Regions from separate parts of the Rattus norvegicus genome. Here region 2 is linked to region 1. A link is a contact called in public Hi-C data. All regions are on one chromosome and are shown on one strand. The core of a region is the stretch at or near the end of the contact, and the rest is flanking DNA. Distances in the headings are between cores, read along the strand shown.

What was found. A called contact is a pair of places that touch in the nucleus more often than the background predicts.
Region 2: a Hi-C map of liver shows a contact between it and region 1, with 3 times the contacts expected there. The contact joins two enhancer-like sites. A contact is called at or near these places in 6 of 12 Hi-C or Micro-C datasets (hepatocytes, kidney, liver and 1 more).

What each region holds. Positions count from the first base shown.
Region 1 is chr15:54,699,498-54,704,528 of GRCr8, forward strand. No RefSeq gene overlaps it. Among named protein-coding and RNA genes, the nearest start is that of Rcbtb2, 32 kb to the right of the region's middle. Within about 2 kb of position 3,099, at least 8 of the 93 cell types and tissues checked have an H3K27ac peak or open chromatin away from gene starts, as enhancers often do. A contact at or near this core is called in liver, where this site is marked.
Region 2 is chr15:54,760,455-54,765,485 of GRCr8, forward strand. Rcbtb2 (RCC1 and BTB domain containing protein 2) reads left to right here. Exons shown (of 15, transcript NM_199084.1): 11 at 3,343-3,533; 12 at 3,995-4,121. Among named protein-coding and RNA genes, the nearest start is that of Rcbtb2, 29 kb to the left of the region's middle. Within about 2 kb of position 2,742, at least 8 of the 93 cell types and tissues checked have an H3K27ac peak or open chromatin away from gene starts, as enhancers often do. A contact at or near this core is called in liver, where this site is marked.

The DNA.
Region 1 (5,031 bases), core at 1,849-4,348:
CCCCGTCACTTGGAGGTTAGGATTACAACATATTCAGTTCATCATCCCTCTCTGCCCAAAAGATTCTTCTCTGGCATTGCTGTGTAGCTGCCAGAGTCTTGTGTTACCCACCTCAGTGCCAAAGGCCAGCGCTCCACCTCTAGAAGTTCCGTTTTGCTGCAGCAAGGCTGAACTGTGAGTGTGGCATTCACTCAGAGTCTTCTTCAGCCCTGCCTCCCAGGACCCAAATTCAAATGAAGCCACAGCCTTGAATTCTAGCTCCTTTTCCTTAAGCTATGCCTGAGAGGGATTTGATGGGAAATGGAAATTGACATTTGCATTCATATAGAACCCCAGTCTTTCATTAATTAATCAAGGCTCTAAGCCACCTAGACAAATCCTCCAGGGAAAGCTTGCAGCTAAGCCCTGGTGCATCTTGTTTGGAAGGAAGATTTCAGATGATTGCAGATGAGGACAAATCTGGCATCAGGCTGTCTACAGCTCGACCCCTTTTCTTTCTGTGATAGGATACATTCTGCACAAGAAGGCTCTGTTCCTTTATTCCAATGTGGAGAGTCTCCTTCCCACTTTCCTACCCTCCTTCCCACCTTTCTATGCACTCTGCGAGCAGAGCACTCCAAGGGCTAAAAGGAGAGAAAAAATCTCTGGGGTGAGGGGATGCTTTCTGAAGTAAAGGAGAAAATAAAAAACAGTCCATAGAGTATGGTTTGAATACCCACCCCAATGGCCAACTGGGACAGGTGCTGCTCCAAGGCAGTGGACTGAGTTAAGTGTCTGAGACACTTGGAATCACAACTGCACCTCTGGGTTCCTCGAGTCATACACTAGAACATACTGAGGAACGCCCCCCCATAAAGGACAAGAAGGCTTGTTGCAAAAATGTATGGAAGAAAGAATCAAGAGATTGCTATACAAATAGGAGTGGGCCCCAAACTGTCCACCTCATAGAGAAGTTATCTCAGGGAGGAAGGTGTAGGCTTGGCAGAAAGATATGCAGAGGACAGAGGGGTGGGGGGTAGACTGAGTTGAATATACTTCAAGCAAGCAACATGGAGGGCATCTTAATGAGTAAACATATATCTACATAAATATGTGTACATAATATGTCATATTACATGTCTGTTATTACATATTGTATATTGTATATTATTTAAGTATATATAATACTAAGACAGACATCACCCTAACCCACTACTTATGCTTGTCTTCTGTCCCCTTACCCACCCTAGCTGGGCTTTTAAAGGTTGGTGCTATGGCTGCTAGTCTGTGTACGGCATGTTGGGTGGGAAAAGGCATGCAGACTCACCCACATGCCATTCACAGCCACAAAGAAAGAAGACGAGGGCTGGGGCCGGCAGGTAGAGGGGGTTCCATGCAGACTAAACTGGAAAAGAGGGTTTTTCACCTGGGGCTGAGAAAACCTGAAGGGTGAAGAGATGAAGGCACTCCAGGTCTGGGTGGCTCAACAGGAGGAAGCTGGGGCTGGTACCACAGGGCTATCGTAACTGGAGACCTTAGATAGCGGGGAGTTGGGATTGGACTGGGTCTGTGTTTGCTCTTCCGGGTCAGGGCCACAGTCATTGATAGAATTGGTATTCTGTTTCTACAGTGTTCTTGCTTAGCCTGTGTGTACGACCACCTGACCAATTCTGCCCCCCTCATCTTTTAGGTCTAGAGCCCCTCTGTCTACCAGTTACCACCGCATGTTGGCTTCTGGTTATTTTTAATACTTGGTAACCACCCAAGTAATTAGCACTTTATTTCACTTAAAAAAAAAAAAAACTAAATCACCACCCTCATTGCCCAGTATGCTCCTCTCTGGTGGCCCAGATCCTACTGTGTCTGCTCCTGTTGCCTCCCTCAACGAGGCATCAGCTTGGCTTGCAGCTCAACAACAGCTTCCACTAGACAAAACATGGAACACTGACCCAACTCCAAACAAATGCCTTTCTGTGGACCTAAGAACAGGGAGGAAAGCAGCTGAGACAGCAGTCAAGGCACAAGCCCCTGAGGGTGAAACCTGAAGCCTTTACTGCTGTGCTGAAAGGACCCCCAAACCACAGGTCACCATGGCAACCCAAATGGCTCATCCAAAACTCGAGGGTCATCTTTAATTTACAGAAGTGACACTTAGCAACAGGGTAGGCGGGGCGATTGTTCTACTGTCAGATTGTGAACTCAGGGCATTCAGTCTGCAAGCCACAGAGCTGAAGGATTTGGGCACAGCTGTTCTCCCCTCACGTGCCAACATTCAAATAAAAGGTTCCTTCTGCTATTGAGGAATGTGAGGCCAGGGGCAACAGGTGGCCATGAAGAGGTAGAGATAGAAAGACAATGGCTACAGTAATCAGACAAACCAGGACGGTGTTTCATGAAAAGGGCGTTTTGTATATGTCATTGATAACTTTTGTAGAGGAAAAGTGGATGTTCCTTTTAGAGTAGGGAGATGGTTTCCGACACAGCCATGTTTCCTGAGGCAAGGGATAAATAGAAAGAGCAAACCTTCTCGTGTAGAATCGGGGCATCTGCATCCCTGTGGTGTGGTGTTGCCTGGCAACACACAGGATGCATCATTCTACTTCATTTCAGAAATACAACTATCTTCTGGCATAAATAAGTCTCATGTGCTGTATATTCTTAAAATTATTTGTTTTATATCTGAAATTCACATTCACCCAGAATTCTTTATCTTTTTATTTGCTAAACCTGACATCTCTATTATTATTTTTTTTAGAAGAACAGGAAATGGAAATTCACATAGAGTTGGGATCAAGATGGAGTCCAGGACATAAGGAGAGGTTGATGGGAAGCCATCCAGTGAGCACCACAGAGGATGTTTCTAGAGACTAGATCTGTGATGCCTTAACACACAGAACATATGTGAGAGAGTCGGCGTTTGCACTTAAAGCTGTGGCACAAGCCAATGGTTAACTAGGAGATGTGCAAGGGGAAACGTGCTTATTCAAAAATATTTTAGCTAGTAGTGAGCAAAACTTAAAGAACATTGAGCTTTCTGATTCTTTTCATACTCATCAGCCTCCTCTTCGAACCGCTAAAGTAGAGATTCTAGTTTTGCTCTGCAGGGGGCAGCATATCCCTGCAAAGAGATCATCAACTTTCCTCCTTCAATATCCAAGGAAATTTAAGCATGAATAAATCTAAACGTCAGCTCTCGAGACCTGAAAAAGGGAGGAGCCTCAAAAGGAGAACGGAAAGTGTGCATCACGTTTGTCCAAGGCAAAATCCACCATACCCCTGCCCCCACTCAATAGGTTTGTTTTTTGTCTTTAACTTTGCTGTCCACTTTCTAAAACAAGATTCAGCACCAGTTCAAAAACTGTCAAATGGATAAAAAGCTATGTTATTTTGAGCTCTGGACCGTTTCTGGTTAAATACACAAGAAAATGCATGTCTGTAATACTCCCAACACAGATCGCCCACCTCCCTGAGGCCCTGCTGCCTAGCTGGCTCAGATGGCACCGGGCTCAGTTATCCCCAGGAGGCACCATCTATAACTGAAATGGACTTTAGCACTAGTTGGCACAAAATGCCGGAGTAGCACCAACACCCACATCTGATTACAGCTTTTTACAGGGCTTATAGGGTTCAGAGACTATCTGGTGCCACGCCATTAGGAAAATCACGTGGTTTCCTCACGGTTAATGATTGCCAGGCTCTGAATAAGTGGCCCAACCTTTGTATTTAAAGAACAGGTGATCCACCCAGACAGACAATCCCTGGCTCACCCTGGGAGCTGCAGAAACCCTCTATCAAAGAAAGACAGAGCAGGGGTGGGGGGTTGGTTTAAAGAAAAGCTGGGAATCAGTTTTGTTAGCAGCTGCCCAGTTTCTCTTTTCCAGTGCGGCCTCCCTGGAAGGCACCCGCTGCTCCCCAGAACCCAGACGTCTGCTCCCTTCTTCAGGCAAAGCTATCTGCAGGCGAGTTTAAACTTGAAGGTGTTAATTGCCCAGACCAGGGCGTTTGAGTGCTTGTCTAATTTGCTCTGGAAAATGGGGTGTTGCCTCAGTCAAAGGAATCTCACTGTGAGCAGGTGTGTCAGGCCCTTCCAGAGAGCAACTCTCGGGCTATCGCTGGGCTGGGCCAGATGGGCAAGGAGTGTCTGGCCTCAGTGCCATTTCCTCACACAGGGCAGCCTTACTCCTGATACGCTTTGGACGGAACCAAATCTAAATATGCTGAACAAAAAAAGCCCTGGATTTAACCAATCCTTTCCTTCCTCCTCCCGGAACTGTCCCAGAGAAGTGGTTCCATAAATGAGTATTGAGCTTAAGAAAAAAAATAGAATAAATAAATAAATATCCCTTAGCCAAGCATAGTGGCATATTCTTGGAATCTCAACACTCAGGAGTCTGAGACAGGAGGATGACTAGTTCCAAGCCAGTGAGGAATCCATAGTGAGGCTCTCATTCAAATCGTCGTTGTCATTATCATCCAATGAGGAGTTTTTAACAAAAACTAAAGATGTTACATCATCTTGCTATCTACTTCATAACTAAAAATCCCAGTAAGCACAGTATCCATGGCTGGGGCTGACGCTTCCATTTGGACATCAGAATAAGGAAAGGAAGAGTTAAGAGAAGAACAGAGAAGACACTAGCTAAAAGGCCTTTCTATCTTTGACATATGCTCACCTCTCTCTCTGCCAAGCAAATGGAGAACTAGCCTTCAGGGAAGAGAATCAAGCCAGTCTCCATCTTCCCTTCTAAGGGCAAGTAGCCACTTCCCTCAGAGCAGGTGTCATGTCATCTCTGGTAGCAGAGGCGATGACCCAGCTGTAGGGAGTAGAAATTCAGAGATGTCACACATCTCATTCTGCAGGACAGGGATTGGTTCACAGACCTCAAGACTTCCATCACTGGCCAGGAGGACACTGAGAAATGCCCCCTTTCTCTTCCTCTAGGGTTCTGGCTGGGAGGCTTCCTGGCTAAGCTTCTCATCCCCATTCTGTGGCCCCAGAAAGTCAACCTCCAGAGGTGGGGTTTTGATTTCTTCCATCGCTGGTGTGCTATG
Region 2 (5,031 bases), core at 1,492-3,991, 61 kb after region 1:
TGTAACTATAGAAGTAAATGCCTCAGATGGCCAGCCAGCCAGTAGACACACTGAGCAGTGGTGCTAAAGGTCACATGGAGGCAGCAAGGACAGAAGGGTGACTCACCCACCCTTCCCCTGACTGCTTCCGCACTCACCTTAGCATCTCATCCTTCACTGACTTGAATCACCCTGCTTTCTCTGCTGAAGAGTGAGAGCACATCTTCCTGCTGGTCCACTCTGGAGCAGACTGTGGGCCGATAAAGTGGGGAAGAGAACAGGAAACAGAGAAGTAGGGAAGGGGAGTGATGGGGTGCCTGAGGGGTCACAGGCTCTGAGCGCCCTGCCCAGCGCCCTTGACTGGAACCCTGGGGTTTTGCCGGTGCACTTGTGCACTTGCTGGTGTCCACAGCGCTGTTTGGCAGTGCAGGGCGGGTCTTCTGAATGCATCCTCCTGCTCTCCTTAGTTTCTAGCGTTGTGCTTCCGAGCTTGCACAGGGTCAGGTCTCAGTTGCAGGCATGTGGCAAGAAAGAAATTTATAATCTGCTAGGACTTGTTCCATCCTTCCCTTCCCTTCATGGGAAGGCTCATTCATGGGTCATGACTCTCTTCTTACTCTCCTGGGGCTCCTTCCAGGGAAACCTAATTAGGAAGTGATTGTGTTTCGGGTGGGGCAGGGCTGAGTCTACAGTTGTTAGTGCCTGTTCATACAGAAAGAAAAATAAAATCTGTGTACATTGGATTCCCTGCTCAACCACAGGAAAAGCTTTTAAAGGGTTTGGCACATGTATTCTTACGTTTACCCCATAAAGTCATCTTATAGCCAGCAATGTAAAATTAGCCGAGCCTTGAACTTTTGATAATGCTGTGGCCTCTTGAGGTCTTTAGGAGCCCATTGGATGGTTACAAAACCATGACTAGGAATTGGATTCTTAGTCTTTTGTCTCATAGAATGCCAGTGATAGTTAAGATGTCTGAGTGCTTAACAAAAACAAAACAAACAAAACAACAACAACAAAAAACTCTTTCATTAGCTGCTTAGTTATCTGTGTGTGTGTGCGTGCATGTGTGTGCGTGTGCGTGTGCGTGTGTGTGTGTGTGTGTGTGTGTGTGTGTGTGTGTGTGTGTGTGTGAGAGTCCACTACAGTGCCTCTTCAGCCAGGCAGTACCAAGGTGCCTTAGCATTCAGGGCACTCATTCCAGGGCCATCTCCAACTCCTCCTCCTGTGTTCATCAGCTACACAGAAGATGGGGCGTAGATGGTAGGACCCTGCTCTGGGTCCTCCCAACTAGCCCCCAATTTTTCTGCTATGCACATCATCCTTAGACCACTGTCTTCTTACCTCCCCTCCTTGTGCAGAGCTCTCTCCCACTCACTTGTCACATTAGCTAAGGACTGAGCTCATGGGCCTTTGTTCTAAGAGACACTGTGGTTCCTAGCAAACCCCATGGCTTACTGGCCCCACACTGGGTTGTCTGTTCCAGTGAGAAGCTCCATCAGTGCCTTTCTCCTGTCTTACTATGCTTCCCTCCCTCTGCCTGTAGCTTGGCTATAGGTTTTTCTCTGCCTCATAGGCTCTGTGTTCCTCTGACAAATCCAGAGTCTGCCAGGCCCAGTAGCTCTCAGGCCTGCTGTCTTACCTCCCAGAACTGGTAGACTGCCACACTCTCTTTTGCTGCTTCTCTCCTGGTGGAGGCTGAGCTCCCACAGTCTGTCCCTTGGGATGTCTGTTTGAATGATGTTAGTCACTGAAGAAGCTGCTCTTGATGCCCCAGTCTTCTGTATCACAGTGCCTCTGGGACAGTGGCTGCTTGGTAGCCTGTACCCTGTCTATACATTGTGCATTTTGCTCTTCCCACATTGTTTTTTTTTCCTTTAAAAATACAACAAAACTGATAAGACTATAAATGATTTGGCTTGTACAAACTACTGTTGCCTCAGAGCTAGTGTTGCACCCAAACCAGGATGCTCTGATGACTGCCACTGAGGCTCTTCTGTCTTCTGTGAGGTGGGGGCCTGCCAATACATCGATGGGAGCAGTGGGCATGCTTTTTCTTCTAGTAGCTGAATTTCTTTGGCTAACTTCACCTGTTTTCCATATCTGTTGAAAAGCATATACTTAGTAGAAAGCCAGATTCTTTGGACCATTTCCCATTGTACAGGGCCATTCTGCAGAGCACCAGATGTGGGAATCAGCTCCTTGATCCAACCACACAAATATTAGAAGAGATTAGGCAAGGTCTATCAACCCAAGTGGATGGCTCAAATGTAATCCCTAATCAGAGGCATTTCACTTAAAGCTGCACAGTGGTAAGTTAACTGCCAGAGGCCCTGGCTTTGTCCTGCACAAGCCCTGACCAATGAGACTAAAAGCCCAAACGTAATCTCTTATGCTAAATCTCCAGGTATGGATCTGAAAATAAGTTATTTAACCAATCTAAGGGGTCAGGATTAGTATTGTAGCCACAAACAGTCCCACTGACATTGCGTGACACTGTAGTTCCCTGTTTTAATCCAGTCACTCATTTTCCTGTGGTTTGGCTGACCGACCGTCTGTTTCTGTTTGTTTCTTTCATTCCTTCTGTACCCTCCTTTAGCTCAGCACACAGGCACACTTTATCTTGTGGAGTGAGCTTGCCCAATTGTAGAAGTGAAAAGAAAGGGAAGGAAGTTCTGATTTTGCCCTTTTATGGCAGCAGCAGTGTAGAGGCCCTGCTGTGCTGATTGCTGCATCAGACACTGCCCAGCACATGCAGGGATCCATTCAGTATATTGCATCCTTTTAGTGTGCAGAAGGCCCAGGAGCCACTCTGTATAAGACATCCTCCTGGCATGCAGAAGTCCCAGGGTTTATCTCTGGCATTAAAACAAAAACCATTGAGTTCCTTGTACAGAGCAGAAGCCAGGGTGACTTTTCAGCCCTCTCCTTTTAAAGTAACTGAAGGTTTGGTTTTGGTGACAGAGATGAGGCCAGGGTAGTTCTCCTGCTGGGCTAGTGCTTATGTATAGAACCCCATCCCACCTTGAGTTTTTATTCATTGATCTACGTTAGATGATCCAGGTCATTACCTAATTAGTAACGCCTTTAAGGATAAAACATTGCATTTTTTAAACTCAAAATCAGATGGCATATATTTTTAAGGCCTATTGATAATCAATAGATCCTCATGTTATGTTACTAAAATATGGCTCCAGCATTTGGTGACTGAAAGTGTTGGAAGTGGGGTATCCAAGTCTTGCTTTGTTCTTTCTGTTCCTTGGCCCTACCCACTTCTGTCAGCATAGTCTGGGTCACTGGCAAAGAGATGGCAGCTCCTGTCCTCCTGTTAATCATCTCTGTGGTGTCTGCTTGTGAATTTAGAATCATAGAGATTGCAGCCTGTCACTCTGCCCACACATCTGCTGCCAAGAGCCAGGGCGGGCACGTGTACATGTGGGGCCAATGCCGGGGCCAGTCGGTGATCCTTCCACACCTCACCCACTTCTGTTGCACTGATGACGTGTTTGCCTGCTTTGCCACCCCTGCTGTCACCTGGCGCCTTCTCTCCGTGGGTAAGCTTGTCCTTGTCCACTTGGGACAGTTCTGAGAATGAGGACCATGACATGTGACCTTAGGACTTCTTTGGGTACAGGATCTATGAACTTCTTTCTGGGGGCCCTTGGGAAGGGAACTAAAACTACTGGGAACCAACACTAATACTAATTACAGGTAATTTGATTTGATTGCTTTTTAATTGAAAACTGTCTTTTATTTTTATCTAGAAGCAGTCTAGATATTCAGACATCTTAAATTTAATTCAGTTAGTGAAATAGTTGGAAACATTTTTGGTTTTGACAAATTTACAATGATTGTTCAAAGATGTGAATCCATGTCTAGAGGCGAAAGCCTGTGCAGCTTTCAGTTGTCTGGGGGAGTCAGCGTTTCCTGAATGCCCAGTGAGTGGGCGCCTCCTTTTTGCCTTCATGTTCAACTGTCTATGACTGAACCTAGAAGCTGTGTTGCTTTCTCTTAGAACCCGACGACCACCTCACTGTGGCTGAGTCTCTGAAGAGGGAATTTGACAACCCTGATACTGCAGACCTCAAGTTTCTAGTTGATGGGAAATATATTTATGCTCACAAAGTCCTTCTCAAAATTAGGTAAGAGTGGGCCATAGGCAACAGTGCCTAATGATCCCTGGGACACATATGGTGGGCAGACAGCTGGCTCCCATTCATGTCCTCTACATGCATGCTGTTGTGGGTGTGTGTCACACTAAATAAATGTTTAAAATAATTAGTAAGAGCTCGTCTCTTTTGAGGAGTGAAATTAATTCATTTATCAATCACTTCAGGTATTCAAGGGAACTGTGCCAGGCACTTGAGTGATTAAGAGGCAGCTCTGTTGAGGCTGTTTGTGCCCTTAAAGCACAAAGTGTTAATGGGAGGGAAGGATATGAGACAAGATGTGGAAAGCAAGGTGGGCCACAAGTACTGGGTTTGTTCAGGAATAAGCCATGGAAGCTCTGGCTGTAGTTGGTTGCTAAGTGTGTCCTTGTCCTTGGCCAAGTGCTCTGATTTACTTTACTGCCTGGGACCTGAATACAGCCATGCAGACAGCCCAGAATACAGCCTGCAGACAGACAGCCCAGAATACAGCCTGCAGACAGACAGCCCAGAATACAGCCTGCAGACAAACAGCCCAGAATACAGCCTGCAGACAGACAGCGCAGAATACAGCCATGCTGGGGAAAAGAAAGCTGGGTTAGGGCAAGGCTTTTCCAGACCAAGGAGACCTGGGTGATGCTAAGACAAAAATGTTTTAAATCACATTTATTTTTTTAAAGATTTATTTATTTCATGTATGTGAGTACACTGTACCTGTCTTCAGACACACCAGAAGAGGGCATCAGATCTCATTACAGATGGTTGTGAGCCACCATGTGGTTGCTGGGAATTGAACTCAGGACCTCTGGAAGAGCAGTCAGTGCTCTTAACCGTCTGAGCATCTCTCCAGCCCTTAAATCACATTTATTACATTTATATTAATTTATTTTAAAATGTAAATAAA